Regions from separate parts of the Mus musculus genome. Here regions 1, 2, 4 and 5 are each linked to region 3. Evidence: chromatin contacts called from public promoter capture Hi-C data. All regions are on one chromosome and are shown on one strand. Each heading gives the region's core, a stretch centred on a gene start, on an enhancer-like site or on the middle of the called end of the contact. The rest is flanking DNA. Distances are from core to core; before and after follow the strand shown. Region 1 holds the start of Taf1 (TATA-box binding protein associated factor 1). Region 2 holds the start of Rps4x (ribosomal protein S4, X-linked). Region 3 holds the start of Igbp1 (immunoglobulin (CD79A) binding protein 1). Region 4 holds the start of Pin4 (protein (peptidyl-prolyl cis/trans isomerase) NIMA-interacting, 4 (parvulin)). Region 5 holds the start of Ogt (O-linked N-acetylglucosamine (GlcNAc) transferase (UDP-N-acetylglucosamine:polypeptide-N-acetylglucosaminyl transferase)).

What was found. Promoter capture Hi-C pulls out the DNA fragments that hold promoters and counts their contacts.
Region 1: a contact with region 3 is called in a promoter capture Hi-C map of pre-B cells, with 4 times the contacts expected there. The contact joins the promoter of Taf1 here to the promoter of Igbp1 in region 3. A contact is called at or near these places in 1 of 39 promoter capture datasets (pre-B cells) and 1 of 9 other capture datasets (liver).
Region 2: a contact with region 3 is called in a promoter capture Hi-C map of liver, with 3 times the contacts expected there. The contact joins the promoter of Rps4x here to the promoter of Igbp1 in region 3. A contact is called at or near these places in 2 of 39 promoter capture datasets (erythroid cells and liver).
Region 4: a promoter capture Hi-C map of pre-B cells shows a contact between it and region 3, with 3 times the contacts expected there. The contact joins the promoter of Pin4 here to the promoter of Igbp1 in region 3. A contact is called at or near these places in 2 of 39 promoter capture datasets (erythroid cells and pre-B cells).
Region 5: a promoter capture Hi-C map of pre-B cells shows a contact between it and region 3, with 2.1 times the contacts expected there. The contact joins the promoter of Ogt here to the promoter of Igbp1 in region 3. A contact is called at or near these places in 2 of 39 promoter capture datasets (erythroid cells and pre-B cells).

What each region holds. Positions count from the first base shown.
Region 1 is chrX:101,531,257-101,534,313 of GRCm38.p6, reverse strand. Taf1 (TATA-box binding protein associated factor 1) reads right to left here and starts at 1,579. Exons shown (of 39, transcript NM_001290729.1): 1 at 1,313-1,579; 2 at 705-819; 3 at 453-569. The coding sequence starts at 1,492.
Region 2 is chrX:102,187,819-102,190,658 of GRCm38.p6, reverse strand. It overlaps Rps4x (ribosomal protein S4, X-linked), which reads left to right and starts at 1,268. Exons shown (of 7, transcript NM_009094.2): 1 at 1,268-1,361; 2 at 2,288-2,365; 3 at 2,657-2,837. The coding sequence starts at 1,359.
Region 3 is chrX:100,492,523-100,495,663 of GRCm38.p6, reverse strand. It overlaps Igbp1 (immunoglobulin (CD79A) binding protein 1), which reads right to left and starts at 1,373. Exons shown (of 6, transcript NM_008784.3): 1 at 1,108-1,373; 2 at 466-759. The coding sequence starts at 1,298. It also overlaps a transcript of Awat2 not described here.
Region 4 is chrX:102,118,068-102,121,242 of GRCm38.p6, reverse strand. Pin4 (protein (peptidyl-prolyl cis/trans isomerase) NIMA-interacting, 4 (parvulin)) reads right to left here and starts at 1,774. Exons shown (of 4, transcript NM_027181.2): 1 at 1,679-1,774. The coding sequence starts at 1,721.
Region 5 is chrX:101,638,744-101,641,715 of GRCm38.p6, reverse strand. Ogt (O-linked N-acetylglucosamine (GlcNAc) transferase (UDP-N-acetylglucosamine:polypeptide-N-acetylglucosaminyl transferase)) reads right to left here and starts at 1,665. Exons shown (of 22, transcript NM_139144.4): 1 at 1,394-1,665. The coding sequence starts at 1,430.

The DNA of each region.
Region 1 (3,057 bases), core at 330-2,829, 1.0 Mb before region 3:
AAATCTACAGGCACTAAAATATATGAGATGACAAGAAATCATTTTCACCCTTGTCATTAATCAACAATTTGAGACCGAACATTATAAAAATAAAAGCTTGAATTTGGTAAGAGAATACCTACTACTTGGCACTGAATTGACAGTGGAAACAGCATACAGAGCAAATGTATTGGCAGGCAAGAACAATGGCAGAGATTAAATATACAAGACAGAGCCCAAAACAGACTTATTCAGGAAGAAAATGTACTAAACTGCCAATTTTGCAACATTAAAGAATACCAAGCGTAGTGGGGAACATGTCTAATCCTAGCACTTGGGAAACAGAGGCAAATGCATCTCTATGAGTTTGGGACAATCTTGCATGCATAATGAGTTCCAGGTCAGGCAGGGCTATGTTGAAAGACCCATTGCTAGAAAACAAGAAGGGGGGGGGGGGGCGGAGAGAGAATCACCTGTGTGGCAAAGGGGTTGCAAGCTTCCCATTGTCTGCTGGTATCTTCTACTTTCATCTTCTGCCACCTCGTTGATGTCAGAATAGTCCACAGCATCCTCTCTACTCCTAATCCATCCTATGGATAAAAAGGGAGACGTCTCAAGAGAAAGCAAGTAATTATCACTTCCTTAGAAAATCCCCACTGAAAAGCGTACAACAGGCTAATCTCCTCCCCCCACCCACACTGTCCTCCCCATGGCCCACACTTTACCTTCATCATTTACCAGGGCACCATCACTCCCGGACAATTCTTCATTTGCTGTGAGTTCAGTGATCAGGCTGCCAAGACCCAAAGCCCCCAAGCCCGCAAGATGCTTCTTGCACTCCTGAAAAGGGGACAGCATGAGGGTCGAAAATAACAACTAAACCTGAAGGTCCTACACAAGTATATTTCCCTTGCTCATAACAAAGTCACAAATCCATCTGAGAAATTATTTCATGAAGTGCTGCTCAAAGAAACATCACATTCAAGAACTATATAGGAAATCTGCTAAATTCCATACAGATCAGTTCCGAACAACACACGTTCCATCCGTAGTCCTGGCTTTGGAGCCATTAGGATCAGCAAAAGCCAGAAAAAGCAGAGTTCCAAGGGTCTTTAAGAAGGCCTTCCACAGTGGCGGTTCTGATAACCTTACTAGAGTTAACTATTATCTTTCCTACCAGGCAAGGAGAATGTTACCTTCGAAGCCAACACCTCAGCATCAGTGACTGACACTTAAGACTTTTCCTCTTCGTCCTTCCTCCGAGTTGAGCCCTCTCGCGCTGTCTCCAGTTCTCCCTAGCCACAGCACCCGCCGCCCCAGGCCCACGACTCACGTCATCCAAGACGCTTTCGCCTTCCAACTGCCCTGCTCCATTGATGTTGCCGAACAGGAACCCAGTTAGAGAAAATGGGCCTCCACCAGCCGACTCTTCGTCGCTGTCTGTGTCGGACATGACGACGGAAGGGCTACCGCCACCCTTGTCCTGCAGCAGCCCAGCCCACCCCGGGCCCATGGGCGGGAAAGAAAAAATACGTCAGTCGCACACGGGTGACTTGCAGCGCTCCCTGACCCAACCAGAGGCTACCGGAAGTTGAAAAAAAGGGGGGAAGGATGGGCCGTCCTACGTGATCCTTTGATGTCGGGATGGCTACTTCCTTTGATGTGTTTGATTGGTCCGCCCAAGATCAGGCTGGATAACTGGAAGGTGATTGGTCAAACAAACCAGTCCCGCCCATCAACTGCGCGGGTCCGTTCTGGTTGCTATGGTAAGAGCGGCAGATTTTTCTCCAATAAGAAAGTAGATCTGAGGCGGCGTGACCTACGACCTCTGGAAACCGCGCGTCACCGGCTACAGTACACACTACACAATAATGATTTGAGCCGTCTTTTCCGGTTTGTGCCGTTCCCCAAAGGAACATTACTATGAATTGTGATAGGGGGACGACTGCTACTTACTTATTTTGAATTTACATTTTCCCATGGTAAAATGTTAAGCTTAGTAAAATGAGCAACCGAAACTTCAAGATTCACAAACATTAAACATTTTCATAGTTTTTTTAAGCGCACATATGATTCCCAGCACTATATATATATATATATATATGTATATATATATATATATATATACATACACATATATGCATATATATGTGTGTGTGTATGTATGTATATATGTGTGTAAATGTGTAAAAGCATGGAGAGAAGAAAGAAACCGAGTGGGAGAAGGGGGGGGGGGTTGAAGAGGGGAGAGAAAGTGAAAGAGAGACAGAAATATACAAGGCTGGGATACAGCTCACTGGCCAACATAGATTCAATTCCCTGTACTTAAAAAATAACCTTATTTTGCCAGGAATGGAAACCTGAGGTAGAAGTGTCTCTGAACCGGGCAGTGGTGGCGCACGCCTTTAATCCCAGCACTCGGGAGGCAGAGACAGGCGGATTTCTGAGTTTGAGTCCAGCCTGGTCTACAAAGTGAGTTCCAGGACAGCCAGGGCTACACAGAGAAACCCTGTCTCGAAATAACTAAAAAAAAAAAAAAAAAAAAAAAAAAAAAAGAATTGTCTCTGTAAGACCAGCATAGTATACATAGTTAAGCTCCAGGCTACTAGGGGAAACCCTATCTTTAAAAAAAAGTTTTTTAAGTACTCTATATATTTGTGTAAATAGACATATTGAACCAGTGAGGTGCCTCTGTAGGTAACATATCTGCCACCAACCCCGGAGCCCCATCCTGAGGACATATTTCATGTTTCAGATCACCATGGTGGCACACAGACTTGTTTGAATTGGAGCATCTTCACTGTGGCCAAACCGAGGATCTGTTCAGAGTTCCTACTTTGCATTTTTTGTGCCTGTTTGCTTGTTCATGTTTAGTTTGTTCTGAGGCAGAGTCCCACTTAAGTTTCCTGGGCCAGGCCTTGAATTTTCCATTCTTTGCTTCCCAACTAACTGAAATTATAGGTCTCTGCCAACAAGTTCAGTCGTGCGATTATATTTGATCACCTCTCTTTAGTATATACATGGGGACATTTTCTTTTTTTAAGATTTATTTTTGAAATGATCTGTATGTGTCTGTGC
Region 2 (2,840 bases), core at 19-2,518, 1.7 Mb before region 3:
GCCAGTGAACTTGCCCGAGAGCACCTTTCCAATAAACCTGCATTTAATATAATCTAATTCTGCTTGATTTGTCTCATTTCACCTACAGTGGCGAAGTAACGTATCACCCAGCACTTGGGAAGATGAGGCAGATGACCTCTCTCAAGCTGCAGGTCAGCCTAGCCTGTCTAGAAGAGCCTGTCTCAAAAGTTAAAAATAAAGATATAGTCTGCTTGCTTGTACTATATAGACTGTGGGGGTGCATGCCTGTAACTCAACTCTCAGCAGAAAAATGATGAGTCTGAGACTACCCTGGCTTACATAATGAGGCTCTGTCTCAAGATGTATATTTCAGTTTGAGGCCAGCCTGGTATACAGAGTGAGTTCCAGGACAGCCAACGCTGCACAGAGAAATCCTGTCTCGAACCCCCCCCCCAAAATGTATATTTCATTTGCATATATATATATATATATATGAAAAAGTGACTCATTCCCTAGCAGCCACTAATGATAACAAATAAATGATAACAACTGCACACACACATATGAGAGAGAGGGGAGGGACAGGAGAAAGAGGAAAGGTGAGGCTGAAAAATACCCCTTTCATAATAGTTTGAAGGGACTGGATCTTTGGGTTTATGATGGGCAGACTTCATCGACCTGTGGGAGGCCACAGATAACTAAGAGAGCAGAAAATGGTGAATGAAGGGCAGCCAGTGCCACCACTCTAACACAGCAGCTTCAAAAGTAGAACAGCTAGGTCTACATACTGGCTAGGCAAAACCAGATACTCTCTAATGTTCCCTCTCTTCCACTTACAGTACAATAAATGTCAAATGTGTTCTACAGGAGTGGATGCGCAGGATGCCAGGTTCAAGCAGAGAGCCTACCATCTCACCCTGGATGGCTCAGTGCCTCAGCAATCTTTACAAAAGCAAAGAGAAACATGCCGTTGGCCAAACCTTTCGCTTAGCATGGGGCTGGCTGATTGGACTGGTAACTCTGGAAGATTAGAGAAACTTTGTATAAGAAAAGTATCGAGTATTAAAATGTATCTTTTTATCACTCAGCCATCTAACAGAACTCTCCTTGCGGGCAGTTATCTGGTGCGATTGGTCTGGGTATCCCCAGCACTCATCACTCGGCACAAAGAAGAGAAAGGACTGAGGAAAAACAGTTTTTGGGAGATTCTCTCAGCCTCAGTTTCCCAGCCTGGGACCTCTGACCTCCCACCAGCAGATGGCAAGAGAGAGTCCCCGCCCGCTGGGAAAGTCTGAGGCTGGGCGGAGCAACCCAGGCTCCAGCGCGCGCGCAGCCTCCGACCCTAATTTCTTCGTTCGCCGGAAGAAGGCGAGTCTCTTTCCGTTCCTAGCGCAGCCATGGTAAGGCAGGGGTACAGCGAGCTCTTGGGTTGCATCGGCTTCCATCCTCCCTGACCGATGCTGCCCGGGTTATCAGGGCTCCCGCGGTCGACTACAGGGTGGAGGCGAAAGCAGCTCTGCTGCAGGCTGGCAGAGATGGGCTTGGCGGCAAGGGAGAATACTGGTCTGAGCTAGGATGGGAAGTCTGCCGCAGAGGGCAAGCAAGGCCTTGGGCTTAATCACACATCCCCTTGCCCAGGGAGAAATGCTTTTCCACTTGGGGAAGAACTTCGAGGGCCCGGGAGTGCAGATTGAAGCTTTGGGCATGTGGGCGCAGGGTCTGCTTGAAGGATTAGCTCTTACTTGTGCATTTGTCTATCTTTTGGCACGGACTTACTTTATATGTTGTGTAGCTGGTAAGTGTACGAAGCATTACAAAAAGCTTCCTTCCGCTTTCGAATGTGAAACTTCGACTCTTTAGTATACAAAGGAGCAGTACACGTGGTAGTGCCAGTGCCGGAGTTAGAGTTTATCTTTGTACCAGAAACCTTCGATCCAGATGGCTGTGTTCTAATACTATACTTTTCGATTGACAATTGAGATACGGTCCTGGGCCATTTTCTGTCCCTATCTGCCTGTGCGTCTAGGGTTGAATCACTGGGTAATTCGCAAGTGTGCTATGAAAGGCTAATTTTTGTGAGCAGGCATAATGGAGACATCTGGCATAACTGTAAAAAATGGGAATCGCTAAGGTGCGAATACTGGGTTTGGCCTATTGATGCTTATCTGTCTTTTCTACGTTTTACTGGGACCCGGCGCTTTCAATATTGCCCACATTTTGTTAATTGGGAAAGTTCGAAAGTCAGTTCATTGAAGGATTTACGCCGTAGGCTTTGCTGGAAAGACCTGAAACAATGTAACAACGTTACTTTGAAAACTTCTTCCAGGCTCGTGGTCCCAAGAAACACCTGAAGCGTGTAGCTGCTCCAAAACATTGGATGCTGGATAAGTTGACTGGCGTGTTTGTAAGTATTGTGGTGTGAAAGGTAGACATACCTTTAACAAGCATATTTGTGGAGTTGAATGTAGAGAATCTTTGGCTGTCTTAAAGACCTGTGTCCTACCTCAATTTTGATACATCTGTTTCATCTACTCCATGTATTCCATAGTACACTGATGGTGGATACATAGACTCAGGTCTCAAAGTAGCAGGCCTCATTCTTTGGAGGAGAAAATGTTGAGGAATCTTCTAGCGACCCCCCCCCCATGTAAAATAACCCAAGTTTTGGTGTAGTAATTTTCCTAAAACTTTCCAGGCTCCTCGTCCATCCACTGGTCCTCACAAGCTGAGGGAATGCCTGCCTCTCATCATTTTCCTAAGGAACAGACTTAAGTATGCCCTGACTGGAGATGAAGTAAAAAAGATTTGCATGCAGCGATTCATTAAGATTGATGGGAAAGTCAGGACCGATATAACCTACCCTGCTGGGTTTATGGGTG
Region 3 (3,141 bases), core at 124-2,623:
AATCAAGGTTAACATGATGCTGTACCAGGGCTATGATTAATTCAGGATGCTAGACATCCCAGCCTGTATGCATTCTGAACAGAATTGCTCAGTAAATAGTTCAAGATATTGTGTACTTTTGAAATATTTACCCCATACAAACAGCATTATGCAGTGACATGGAAAAGGTTGTGGTATACTTTGATCAACCTAATGGTTAGAATAACACTGCTACTAGTGATGACCCTAAGGTGTGTGTTGAGGGGCTGGGGGGGTGGTCCTGAAGTTTTAGCACAACCCCCTCAACAATGGCACAAAGGCTTGTTAAGATTCAGGAAAGTTTGCTTTCACCAGGGTCTATGTTCATTAAGAACCAAGAAAATAAAATACACTATTCTGTAGTACACACACACACACACACACACACACACCACACAAACACATGCACCCCCAACTACAGCCCTCAAATTACAGCCATTGACCCACCTCTCTATTTTAGCCTGTCTTTGAGATGCCATAGCAACGAGATTTGGATAGGCCATGGAGGAGCTAGCAGTATTATTTTCAGCTGAGTTAGTCTTGGTTTGGGGTAGCTGAAACTCTGCCACATGATAGCAATGACACTGAGTTAAGAAATGTACGAAGTGTTCTCGAGCCCGCTGCAAATGATCTAGACGCTTGCTGGGGTTGACTTGTTTCATGGTGAGGGCTCCTTGCAACGCTGGCACCATCAGGTACTTCAGGTCGGTGGAAGCAATCTCTTCCAGATCTTCATTTCGGCTGCAAAGAGCAAAGAGGAGGCCGTGAAGCCTGGTTGAGCATTAAGCCGTGGCCCCTGCTTCTAGGGAAGAATAGGGCTGGGAGAGAGTGGTGCAAAGACATTGGCCAGATTAAAAAGAAAGTGGCTGAGCTTGCATACCCAAGGACCAGGCAGTCAGCCGTACACGAGGGAGCATTGTTCTGGGATATTAAGCATCTCAGAAGAAAAGTGGAGAATGGAAAGAATGTACACGGGTGAACAAGTAGGAACCGCGCGGTTTTAGCCTTAAAGGTCCTTTCCACCCAAGTGCAATGGCTCTGCCCTTGCTAGCCATTCCTTCTCTGCGGTTCCTGCCCTCTCCCCCGTACCTGAACAAATCAAGCTGCGATAACATTCCAGCAGCCTTCTCAAGGAGTTCTAGTCCTTTGGACACCTTATCCTGGATTGTTCGGGAGCCGGTGGGTTCAGTTGCTACTTCCACGTCCTCCAGAAGTTTTTTGCTTGTTTCAAAGAGCTCCGGAAGCCGCGGCAGCAGTAACTCGTCTTCAGACGCTGCCATCTTGTGGAAAGAAAGAAACCCGGAAGAATTTCTACCGAAGTCAAAGGTAAACTCCATAAAGACGAGCCCTAAAGCTCTCACGACACAGGAAGCAGTAGTGCATTGGCCAGCGACTTGTTACCAAAGCTTCCCAAATGACTTCTGGGAATCGCAGTTTTCTGGCCCTGGCAACCGTTTCCAGGGACTCATTTTCAGCCAGCCGCTTGTTTTAAAGTCGTCTGTGCTGTTTTACTAAAGATGGGCTCCACGTGGCCAGAAGTGGACTTGCAAGTTCCTAGTACTCTGAGGCACAGGAGTGGCGGGGCTGATTTCCAAACTCCAGCCAGCGTGAGTAGGCGAACGTGTTCCATGCTTGGAGAACCACGAGCCTGCTATGCCAGAGAAGTCAAGTCGTTCCCCCAAGGAAAGTCCTGCTAGTCAGCGGCCACTCTCTCGGTTTCCGGGTCTGCTTACCCTAGAGGACGTGAAGTTGTAAGTCGCGCTCTCGATCAATGCCCACCCACCGCGCCACAACCTTCTGTCCCCTATACACTCGAACACCCTTTGAGCCAGCACCCTGTGAAACCTTTCTCTTTGATCAGGAACATTTGAAAACTTGCAACTCCTATCTACCAACAGCCGGCTGCCTTCCTTTCTTGGAACTTTCTTTCCAGGTCACACTTCTATGCAGTCTTTGGTTCTCTCCCCATATACTGTGCCTTTCACCTCGCCGTTCGGATTTCTTCTGTGCACGCATACAGCACGGACCACACTGCATTAATAGCTAGTGTTTTATAAAATCTCCCTTCCAGAATGATTATGAGCCATCTTAGCACCTCCTCTGGCTATCCTTCATACTGAAGTTACCCAGAGTCATGATATATAAATAGAAAAATAAAGCGATCTCTTTGGAAATCAGCTCAGCTTTGCAGATACTAGATGGCTGGCTACCTAGTGCTCAGGTGTGCTTATCTTAAATTTAGATGTGTTGTAAAAGTAAATTACAGGTCAGATTTTGATTATATAATCAAAACATGTAAAAATATCTCAACGCTTTGACTATATGTTGAATGATAATATTTTTGAGACAGGGTCTTTTGTAATCCAGTCTGGCTTTGAAGCGCGATGGCCTTTACCTTCCAATCCCATGTGCAGGGATTACAAGAGCGTGTCACCACATTTGGTTCCTAGGGATTGAACTCAGGGCTTTGTGCATTCTACACAAGCGCTCTACCAGTTGAACCACACACACCCAATAATAGTATTTTAGTATATTCAGTTATGCGTTCTTAAATTTTCTTTGTTTTTAAAAATAGATGCCAACTATTTTTTTTGTTATTATTTTTTTGTTGTTGTTTTGAAACAAGTTCTCAAACTTGCTATGTAGGTAAGGATGATATTGAACTTGAGATCCATGGTTTCTACCTCCTGAGTGATGGTTACACCTGCAAAGTAGTACAGTCATACACGTGGTTTATGCTGGGGATTGAACATAGAGCCAGCCTTGTGCTACCTACACAGAACTCTACCAACTGAGTTACATTCCTGGTCCAATCTGCAAGAAAAGTTGAAGCAAACGTATTTAAAATGTATTATTAGTTATTGGATTGTGCCTGGGTTGTATGCGTATTTGGGCACACATGCCATGGCACACATGTTGAGGTTAGGGAACAGCCCTATAGAGTCAGTTCTCTCTTTTCATCTTTATGTGGACTCTAGGAATCGAATTTAGGTTACCAGGTTTGTGCATCAAGTGCCTGTACTTGCCATCTGGCTTGTACTGGCTGGTTTTGTGTGTCAACTTGACACTAGTTGGAGTTATCACGGAGAAAGGAGCTTCAGGTGAGGAAATGCCTCCATGAGA
Region 4 (3,175 bases), core at 525-3,024, 1.6 Mb before region 3:
GTGTGTGTGTGTGTGTGTGTGCATTCTTTTCCCCTTCAGTCTACCACAACAGCTACTGATATCCTCCTGGAATCTGCTACATTCAGGCTATCAAGCATTGGTAGCACATCTTACTTCTTTTAAGTTTTGTGTCGAAGGCAGCATATTAAGTGTTAGAGGCCAAGGTGTCTAAGATTAAATTAAGTATTTAGTTTAACAACTGTTTCCTAAATAATTCCCCAGTTCAAGTTCTTGGGGGTACACAGTGAATAGGATTCAAAGCCGCAGCCAAGGAGCTCGTATCCCAGTGAGGAAGAGAGACCACATTCTGAGAGTCCGACAAGCGAGAAATTGTGGAAGGGAACACATATGTCAGCTAGCCAGGTACCACCTGATGGATGAACAGGAGCTGAGCAGCTAAAGGACAGTGTACCCCTGGTGACCTCACACTCAGGTCCTCCTCAGCCTCCCACTGCTGTGGCATGTCTCTGCAGTGCCTCACCCATTTCTCAGACCTTTCTTTACAACATCTTGGTTCCTTGGACCTCTGGGGTATCACTCTACTACACTCCATTTATTTGTCTCTTCTCTGGGTTCCTACAACCACAATCTTAGTTCAGGCCAACTCTCTCTCTTACCAGAACTACTGAAATCATCTCTCTCTCTCTCTCTCTCTCTCTCCCTCACTACTCTCCCCTCTCTGTTTGTTTGTTTGTTTTTAAGACAGGGTTTCTCTGTGTAGCCCTGGCTGTCCTGGAACTCACTCTGTAGACCAGGCTGGCCTCGAACTCAGAAATCCACCTGCCTCTGCCTCCCCAAGTGCTAGGATTAAAGGTGTGCGCTACCGCTGCCCGGCTTGAAATCATCTCTTTAAAGGACCTCCTGGCCCCTAACCAACCTTAATTAACACCATATACAGCACACCTCATGATTTAGTTTTCTTCTGTTTTAATTTCCCCAACTTGCTTATTTGTTTTGAAGTTTTACTTCAGCGATGCTATACTAAACTGCCTTTGGGGCTGGCCTCTCCGGGTTGAGGACTCTTTACCCTATTGCTGCTGCTTATCTCAGCCTGCCCAAAGTATCTCCAGTTTGTTTCTTTACCCTCTTTCCACCTTCTATAACATAACTCTCACAACTACATTCGGCACAGTACTTAGAGGCTACTATCTTCCCCACATTGTCCAGCGATGAATAAGAGTTGTCTTAGTTTTCTAGCCTGAAAGCACAATGTTGTCCCCAACAACGGTCTTCAAGAAGCGAGTCCCTCCTCATGTGTGTGTGTAGGGGAGGGGAGGGGGGGGGAGGTACGTCCTGTTAGTTGTTAAGAGGCCTAGATGGACTAGATTGATCACTAGTGTAGGCTTCCTTTTATTGCTGGCGTTTCATCAGATTCAATTTTAGTGGGAATAAACCCCAGGTCACGAGGAACCATCCCCAGCAGCTTCTATTGCCCGCCACGAGGGTCCCTGCACTGAAACCTCATGGATACCCTGAACCACAGCAGCTCCTCACGCACTGATCTTTCCTTACCACAAGAAGCCCAAACATAAACCACAGCGGCTCAGGGTGCTCCCGGTGGCCCTGCTGTCCGGCTTATGATCACCTCCCTCCCCCACCCCACACAGCTGCAGGTCTACTCCTGTCCTTCTCCCCATCCACCCCTACGCTCGCTCCATGACTGTCTCGGCAGGTCTACCTTTCCCTCCTTTTCCAGAACCACTTTTCCCCTTCGGCGGCATCTCTTAAGCTGGCGGATGAACTCTCCGGCAACTGTTCCGGTGCTAGCAAAAGGACCCCTCAGGCCCCACAGGTATGTCCTCCGCAATGCCTGAAAGCAGCGTCACAATCAACTATTTCTGCTGCGGTTCCAGAATCAGGCATAGCTTGGAACAGACCCAGTCCTTTGGTTCTTTGACCTATAGGAGCTAGAGATGTTAGACCAATGAGAAGCCGAAGCCTTACGGGGAGGCGGGAACAAAGGTTGCCCAGAGACGAGAAAGCGCAGCCTCTATTCTGTTCTTCAAAGCTTTTACTTGCCCTCATTTGCACTTGTTCTTTGCTCTCTCTCGCCCCGCCCACTTTTTTGTGCATGCGCAGTGCGAGCCTCAGGCCACTGCAGTTCTTTGGCGTGGGCTTTTGCTTTGGGGATTCTAGACAAAGGGACAGCAGAGGGAGTTTAGATAATGGCCTTCTTCCGTCCTCTCTCCGACTGACACAGACCTGCACTCCCTAATGGCTTTTCTTACTTACTTGTTTGTTTATATTTTTGCAGCAGTAGTTGATGGGGTACAAAAGATGGAATTTTTTTTTTAAAGCCTATCATCCCATTGCCTGTGACAGGCAGAAGTCTGTCATGGAGAAACATTGGAAGCAGCCTAAATTAATTTTAAAATAACGATTATAAGCTGTGTGTACAGAAATAGCCTTAAGGAAGATTATAGACCAAGATGTAGAATGTGATTTTTTAAAGTTATATATCCTGGAGAACATAATCTATGCACCTAAAAGACAAACAAGGCATTAATGCTGTTCAGCAGGATAGCATGTGACCACTCGTGTCAATCTATATAGTATTCATGTCTCTGTATTTTTCCAGAGTTCTTTTCTTTTTTCCTTCCTTCCTTTCTCTTTCCTTCCTTCTTTGCTTCCTTTCTTTTTTCTTTTGATACAGGGTTTCTCTGTATGTAGCCCTGGCTGTCCTGGAACTCACAGAGATTTGCCTGCCTCTATCTTCTAACTGCTGGGGCTTAAGATATGTGCCACCACCTTCCAGCTCAAAGTTTGTATGACAGCACAGCATAAGGCAATTTAAAGCTTGGATTCTGGAGGCACATGACCTGCTTTAAAACCCCTTCTACTAGTCCTGTGACCTTGAAGACGCTCTTGGGCTCAGTTTCCATCTTCTGCGAGATGGTGTTGTTAAAGTATCTGCTTATGGAGTATCATGAGAAATAATTTCATAGTCGATGACTAACTGGGGGCGTTTACTTAAGATGAATAGCTTTTGAATTTGCATCCCAATGTGCTCTTGATCTCTCTTTCTCACTCAGTCTCTCTTTTTGAGACCAGGTCTTGCTTAGTAGCCTAGACTGTTCTGGAACTTACTATGTCCTCCTGCTTCTGCCTCTCAAGTGGTGGGAATCATGTGCCACTTGGATACATTTTTCTCTTTCCCCCACAATCCTCCCCTCCT
Region 5 (2,972 bases), core at 416-2,915, 1.1 Mb before region 3:
TTTTAATACTGGAAATGACCATTTCTTCAAATAAAGTTAACAGTCAGAAAAGAGCAAGTTCTTACAAAAACCTACGACAGAATCTTACATTTTTGAAAATCATGATGGGGAAACAGAAAGGTGGAAATCTTGATCCCATTCCCATCTATTAAGGATGAGATACTATTTTAGAGTCATCTATTTATCTCACAATATTCAAAATCGTCAACTAAAACCTAGACACTGAGAAACAATAACCTCTCGGGAACCTTAGAGCTGCAGCCTGGTTCCCCATCCCCTCCCGCCCCAAACAGCCTCAATCTGGAAAGGCAGTTGAAGGACACTCCTACAATTTGGTTGTTTTCTTATTTTCTGTAGCAAAGGCTTGGAGATGCATCGTTGAAAAGAGGCAACCGCTTTGCACTTGTGCAGCTACACTCCAGTTGCTTTACAAACTCTTCAAGCAAGGATGGAAACTTAAAAAAGAAATAATAATGCACACCCTATGGATAAAGAGATACTGGGCTAAAGAATGGGGATGAAAACCCAGAGGCCATGGCGGAGGAATACATAGAGAAAGTAACACAAAGAAAGAGAATTAGGAGGGCGGGCAGGGTGGTCGCCGCCAAGCAACACACCGAGGTGGTTTCTTCCCTGAGGATAAGAAACGACTGTCGGGCTGGCACGTTCGCAGAGGAAGGGTGTGGTTGCAACAAGCAGGGAGGGCTGACCAGGGTAGGAAACTCCGTACTGGGGCAGCGGGTGCAATTGGGTGATGGCTAAGAGAACCCCTGGAAATTTCCAACCTAAATCGGGGCCGCTCAACCCAAGAACACAAGGCGCTGCCCCGGCGGGGTGCGGGCTCAAGTAGCTCTTCTTGGTGCTACTTGGAAGCACACCGAGGAGCCTTCGCTAGTCATGCCTGATGCAAAGTGAGGCTAGGATTACACCGAAATAGCATCCCCGCCCTAGCCTGGCAAAGGAGGACCAAATGTGGCTAAGGGAAAGGGGCTTTGGGGAGGAGGTGGAAGCGCACGGGAGGGAGCGACGGGCTGAAATTGAGGGAGAAAACAGTTGCGACGGGAGACAGAAATTGCAGAGATTCCAATGCAGCCCATTCCAAGACACACTAAGCGCGCACGTGTGCTATAGATTCGTCCCGAGAGAGAAGGCTACAACACTGATGGGATAAAGCAACAACGAAAAAGCCCCCAAAGCAAGCAAAATGCAAGCAAGCAACTAGAGAATGTTTACGAACGGACGGCAGCACCAAACCCGATCAGATAGCAGTAGAACTCGAGAGCTCAGTAATGCCACTGATGTAATGGGGATGGTCAGAGGGAAGTAATGAAAGATACAAGACGGCGCCAGACCCCAAAGGGACGTCTGCCAGAGTAGAATGGGACACTAGTACCTGTACTGTCGGCCACGTTGCCCACGGAAGACGCCATCTGGAGCTTCTTGAGATAGAACAAGGGGTAATTGACTTCTACTGCCGCCACTACTGACAAGAATGGTTCTAGAAGTAGCAGAAAAAAGGCAGCAGCCGTATCAGTGTTTTGAAGGGCTCAGGGGGCGGCACAGAATACTGAACTCGAATCTTAGGAACTCTTGGTAGACATCTACCTCTCACTGTCTTGAAATGGCGGCGAGGGCTCCTCGACCGAAACAACACAAGCCGGAACTACTTTCTGTTATAATCAAGTACCCCGCGGAGGTAGCGCGTAACAAGACTACCGACCAAGTGACTGTAATCAAAGTCATTTGCTCTTACGTAACCTTCCGCCCAAGGTCCATTGCGACAAACATGACTGTAGAGAGCGCATGCGACAACCCTGTCTAGGCAACTCCGGGTTAAGGGCTCCCTATGGGGCAAGAGCCAGCAAGTTTTTAAGAGCAAGGCGGAAGGGCAAAAAACGCCCGTCGATTACTTTTTTTTTTTTTTTTTTTTTTTTTTTTTTTGGCAAGCGCTAAAGTACGAGTCTACTACCTGGTCAGTGATGTCGATGTTAGAATGTCAGAGCGTCTAGAAAAGTTTAATTAACTCCATTCAACAGAAAAGGGTAGTTTACACGACCAACGTGTTAGTTCTAAGCAAGTAAACGCGAATATTTGCGTTTCAGAGACGGGGCTGTTCAAAACAATGGGGGAGCCGGTTCGATTTGAATGCTTTTTGATTCAGACTCCACCCATGAATTTAAGTACTTTGATGAGAAAAACGGACAGTCTCCCTGAGCTGAGTGAACCCAAATGTGTTCGATTTGAACCATATAACCCTAAAATTCAAAATCGTTTGTGAGATTCGGGATGGTAACAGGGTAAATGCTAGGAGTTTGCATGTCAAAAGCAACCACAGAAATGTTAAAGAGGATGCCTTTTTCCTCAAAATTCCTGATCCTGAATTGTGACCTTGTTTCGTCAGAATCATTAAGGACTGCAAATGCCTTGGAGCTTAAGGCAATTCAACAAAGCAAACTGTGTTCCTTTGCCTTCTTCCTAAACCACACAACTACAATGAATTTCCAATTGCCTTCCTTTGACAAAACAGCTCTTTGGATCCTCTTACGGTTTCAAGCCCAGTGTTTGGACATTTTTGTCACATTGTTATTAATTTATATTTCCTGCCTTGTTCCTTGACAGTTTTAAGACACGTCACTAAGTGATTATTACAAGCCACTGGGGACTACAGTTAGCTCTCTTAGAGTCTTTCCGTTTCAAAACTCTTTGATCTAGGAAAAATTAGTGAGCTTGTGTAAAAATGTTTGCTGTCTAGCTCCTTGGTGAAATAAAAAACAAATCCTCAAAGGCTGTTTCAGTTTCTTGAGATTGCCAAACAACCTATGAACTTTGGATTATGAGTGCAGAAAAAGTTGATAATATTGTTCATTTCTTCTGCCCCACAGAACCACAACATGTAGTAAAAAAGAAAGCTTGCCATTCAAACTCTCCTGGATATTGATTGGCCTTATCTTTTCATTTGATACACCTGGCAA